2 separate regions of the Gossypium hirsutum genome follow, and region 1 is linked to region 2. A link is a contact called in public Hi-C data. All regions are on one chromosome and are shown on one strand. Each heading gives the region's core, a stretch centred on a gene start, on an enhancer-like site or on the middle of the called end of the contact. The rest is flanking DNA. Distances are from core to core; before and after follow the strand shown. Region 1 holds the start of LOC107954325 (bifunctional protein FolD 1, mitochondrial). Region 2 holds the start of LOC107954326 (protein LATERAL ROOT PRIMORDIUM 1).

The links. Hi-C and Micro-C count contacts between places; a contact is called where the count stands out from the background.
Region 1: a contact with region 2 is called in a Hi-C map of leaf, with 2.0 times the contacts expected there. The contact joins the promoter of LOC107954325 here to the promoter of LOC107954326 in region 2. A contact is called at or near these places in 5 of 34 Hi-C or Micro-C datasets (hypocotyl and leaf).

Annotation. Positions count from the first base shown.
Region 1 is chrD07:18,736,870-18,739,569 of Gossypium_hirsutum_v2.1, reverse strand. LOC107954325 (bifunctional protein FolD 1, mitochondrial) reads right to left here and starts at 1,264. Exons shown (of 5, transcript XM_041097649.1): 1 at 841-1,264. The coding sequence starts at 1,056.
Region 2 is chrD07:18,565,014-18,567,713 of Gossypium_hirsutum_v2.1, reverse strand. It overlaps LOC107954326 (protein LATERAL ROOT PRIMORDIUM 1), which reads left to right and starts at 1,297. Exons shown (of 5, transcript XR_005916221.1): 1 at 1,297-2,700.

The DNA.
Region 1 (2,700 bases), core at 15-2,514, 170 kb before region 2:
TTACTTGAGACTTTATTCTGTTACTTTGTTGTATTTAAGTTCAATAATATATACATGTCAAGTTATGTTTGGAATTTTACATTTATATGAGGGTTTAGTATCTTAGTTTGGTTTTCCTCATACAAGTTACCTATGTTGCTTGGACTCTTCATTCTTCTTGAAGTACCCATGTCTAACACATGGATATGGGGATATGGCCTCCAAAGGATCCTCCAAATATATGGAAAAACAGAGAAAAATCTAACCATAACCAAGCTATATACATATCCAACTCCAAGTAACATAGCAAGTTATGATGAGAAATTTTCAGCATTAGTGCTATTGTGATTGTATGATGCAATAGACATAAGGTGGGACTCCTAAGGAAGTCTCGTCCGATGCTTAGGTTTTCTTTCTTTCTATCCCAAGTGTGAATCTTAGGCATTCTCATCACTTCATATTTTTATCAAGAATTAGAACAATTTATATTGGAAAATATCACAAACCCTAGCTCTCCACCAAGCAGTCTAGCATCACTTACACAAAAGGCAAATAGGGAAGGAGCATTCCTCTATAAATAATGCAGCACAAAGTTGGAATAATCATTTTTGCTAGAACTTTCACACGGCCGTCTAAGTTGTAATTAACCTTAAAAGATAAGTGCAAAAATACGTGTATTTAAGCAAAAGAGCAACTAATGTCATGGCATCCATGAAAAGAGGTAAAGTCAGTGGAAACAAACTAGAGTAAGTAGTTAGATATGGCTTGGCACCATCCAATTATCAAAATAAAAGAACAAACTAAAGTGCATAATAAGAATTAAAAATCTTATTAAAAAGAGAGAGTAAAACAAACACTTACAGATACAGGACTTTGGGAGGGATGGTGATGATAGAGGGTGGAAGTGGAACCCCAAATTTCTGGAAGGTCGACAGAGACAAGAGGTGGAGACAGTAATATTTGGTTCGTGGTGGTGGTGGATAAATATCTTTTATATTCTTTCGCCCATCCTACTACCACCTTCCGAGTTGCATTCATCATCCTCATCCTCATCCTCATCAAAATCTTCCTGTACATACCACCTGCCCAATCCTACAACCATATGGTTCTTGCTTCAATTGCCTCCATTCGGCACCGACTCACCAATGACACAATCGACTCCCTCTCGCACCTGAAATTTGATGCGTTTACAAATCCTCAGTCGGTAACAGCCTCCTACACACGATACTACGCCAGCCCAATACAATAACGCCACCTGTCAAATCAACTCCTTTTGCCAAAATTCCAACCAAAATATCCTTTTCTATTGGCAGTTATAATTTTCAAAATCACAGTTCCTTCACAATAAAAGTAACGGGTTATTACCAAGTTTTTTAGAACCGTACCATGTTTAAACCCGTCAGATCATCGATTAGTGTAACAAATTAAATTAAAAATTATTAAAAATTTAAATATAAAAAATAAGAATTTGGTTTAATTGCTTTCAACTAGTTTAATCTATTCATATTAATTCTCGGTCCATCCGATTCAAAATAATTTTTTAGATTGATATTTTAATCTATTCTCGATCTAACCAATTCGACCGATAAGACCAATCTAATTCAAAATAATTGATTATTACGAAAGCTCCCTCATTTCTACATAATATATACATCCCCGAAAGAAAATCTCAAACTATCTATTTCCTATGATTTATTTTCCTTCATTTGCGACTTGAGTGCTTCTACTCAACTAAATTCAACAACTGAATAATAAAATTAAACAAGAATTATCCAAACAATTTAAAAATGTATATAATAAACTAAGAAGATGCTGAAGAATAGATCAAAAATAGGTAAACCTACTCAATCCAAATTGGCAACTCTTCCAGCCTTCTTCATCGTCGTTGTTTATTTTGTTATGGGAGGAATCATTCTGTTCAAGTCGTTGGGGCGTTGCGTTTTGGAAAAAGATAGTAAATAAAACAATGCATTTTGGGTATATTTTTTTTAATGTTTAAGGTGATTATAGTTGTAGAATAACAAATTTCATAACCAACTTGTAACTGTTCCATTTTAAGCAGAGGAGAAAAAATGGAAACGGTTATGCAATTCGTGAATGAAAATTTTCTTCTTCTTCTTCTTTCTTCTTGATTTCATTCTCTCTTCTAAATTTACCATATCAAGGGTATTAGAGTCTACTGATCCTCCATGGCTAGTGATAGAGTTACAATACATCTTCAGAAAGAGGTTGGTCATCTACAATAGGAAGTTACCCAACTTCAGATCGAGTTATTTCAGTGGGACGCCAAGCTCAACACTCGTCTAACGGAGCTTAGAGATGACTCCCATGGTGAGATAAAATATGAGTTGCAAAACTTGTTTGAACAATATTTGGGTAATCTGCCTTCTATTCCTATTGTTGGGGCTCAAGAGGATAAATGGAAGAGCATTTTAGGTGGCCCTCCACCTGGTTTTCTTCCCAAAGAAACATTGATTGTTTCTCCTGTGATGGATTTGGGATGTATGAGTATTCCCTCACGCTCGAGCAATAATGAGAGGACTCTATGTTCTTATAAACTTGAGTGTATTAAGTTTGATGGCTTCGATTTCCGGGGTAGTGGTCCAAGCTGGAGCAATACTTTGAGGCTGGAGGTATTATTGATAGTCCCAAAGTGAGGACTGTGATGCTTCGTTTGGAGGGGAAGGCACTCGATTGGCACTATTTCTATACTCAGAAATA
Region 2 (2,700 bases), core at 48-2,547:
TAAACTTTTTTTTTGTATTCTTTTAATTAATTTTTTGGGATGATATCCATCTCCAAAGAATTAAGGTTGATATTTGTCCCTAATTATTTTGATATGTTTTTATGAATTTGGGGATATTCGTCCATAATGTTTTAGGGACGAAATTTGTCCATTTTTCATATTCGTCCCAGATAAAATTTTAAAGAATAACTGTTGGAGACGAGCTAAATCGTCCTTAAATCTATTAAGGACTATTCAATTAATTTTAAATTTCGAAATGTTTTATTGAAGATCGAATTAAAATACCTTTGAAGAAACTTTTTCATAAATCTTGGATTTTTTTTAATTTTTAAAATTATTTTCATTTTTATTATAAATTTAAAAAATATTTTTATGTTTTTTTATTTTAAGGAGCTTTTTCATTTTTTAGAATTATAGCTTTTATTTATTATTTTTGAAATTTTATTTTTTACTTTAAATTTATTTTTTGAGGTGGCAAATAGTACAAAATAGTGTCACATTAGTAATGAATTTGAGGTAAGTGTCAAATTGAATAAATTTATAAATATTGAAGGTTCAATTTGCTATTATGTTTTATATATAAAACAACAAAAATAAACATTTGAAATAAAAATTTAATGGAGAGATTATTTTGCTCATTCATTTAACAAAAAAGAACTAATTTATCTAATTATTAGTATGATATTCAAATTTAGAGTTTATAAATTAGATAGATTCATTTTTTATACCTTGACTTGAACCTGAAACTACTCTTATTAAGTCAAATGTGTGGTCGCTAGAATTTGAACTTGTGTTTGCACTAGGACAAAACAAGGCCAGTGTCACTTTTCAAATCTTGTATTATCATTTAAAATATAGATAAAAATTTATTAATGAAATCAAATTAAACTATAAAATAATTTTTATTTAAATTTAGGTTGGGATTATTCACATATGATCCAAATATTTTAAAATGATCATCTACAAAAATGCTTAAATAAAAGTTAAACCAAGACTAAACTTTTTAAAACTGCTTAAATAAGAGTTTCTTGACTATTGTAAAGCATGTATGTTTTTATTCTTTAATTTTCTTTTCAATTGTTAGACATCTTATTTTAAAAAATGAGACACCCTTGAAAAATTATGTTCTAACTTAAGCATTTAGTGTAATCCGGGTCGAATTTATGAAACCCAGCATTCCATGGAAAGGTGGATAGTGAGGTGAGTTTAAAGAGGGCGCATAAAATTACAACAACTAAAGAACAAAAGTCTTTATACCCTCTTTTCTCATCATTCATTCTATAGTTAGCGTGTGATTATTGGAGAGAGAGGGAGAGAGAAAGCAAAGCAAAAGGGAGTGAGAGGTAGAGAGGAACCCACCTCAGTATTGCTTTCTAGTAAATAAAAGGAACAAACCAAATTAAAAATAAACAAAGAACATGTAGCTGATGAAGGAAAAGATGTGGACTGGAAGAGAAAGGTCGGCAACAAACAACGACTGAAGAAGAAACATACATATATATAAGAAATATAGAAAGACAACAGAAGAAAAGGCTCGTTTCGTTACTTCATCCTAATACATATCTGTTTTTTTGTTATCTTATATTACTACAAGACTGCAGTAGTTTCAGAAGACCAGTAGTTTCAGCTTGGCTTGGGGATTTCATTTGATTTCCTTTCAATTCTTTTTCCTCCTTCCTATTATATGTTTTAGTTAACCCAGAAGGGAACTGAGTCAAAGTGACAGTAGCAGTAGCCGCAGCTAAGCTAACAGAAAACTCGCAATCTCTCTCAGTATAGCTAGCAGATTAATGGCAGAAGGCAAAGGAGAGCCAAAAAACAAAGAAGAAATAAACAATTCTGCTTGCTGTGCTGTTCACTAATTGGAAAGCCACCCAACAAAGAAGATCTCTTTCTCTTTCTCTTTCTTTTTATCTTCTTCTGTTACAATTTCAGAGATTCGACCCCACCCTTTCCCCCTTCTCTCTAACTCATATAACACCTAAATAGAGAGATATCTTCTTTCTCCACTTCTCTCCATCTTTTCTTTTTTGGTTTTTCCCTTGTTTTCCTTTTTCATATTGAAACTTGACTTTTACTCTTGATTATGTGTATGTTTTATGTTTGTAAAGATTGAGTTTTCAGCAATTGAAGGAGACGTCTTTATCTATATAATTTCGTTATTATCGTTGTCATTGTGGCTACCACAAGAAGGCAGCTACCTTCAGACTCAGGAGCCTTTGCAGATTGGGCGACGTCATCGTCCGCAGCAATCCGAGCTGGCCCCGATGACCTGTCCCTTGGCTTCAACGCAAACGCGGCTGCCGCGGTGGCTGCTCCACCTGGATCCACCAGCGCTCAATGGCCACCCTCAGCTCGTCCACTCAACTACGGGCTTCCCTCTGAAATGGGGATGGTTGGTCTCCGCGATTTCGTTGTTGTTGCTCCTGCGTCTTTTAACCATCATCACCATCACCATCACCACCATGCTCAAGATCCCATCATCGGAAATGATCAAATCAGCGGTCAAAATGCTGCCACGGCACTTGGTGTTGGCGTTGGTGTTTTCCCACTCCTTACAGCATCTCCATGCTTAGCTCCTCAAAATATGGAAGATTCTGATTTAGTGAATAACAGTGGTCGTAACAAACTCAGTGGGATGCAGTTATGGCAGAACCAAACCTCTCCTAATTATCTTAAAAAACAATCTTCAATCCTTGA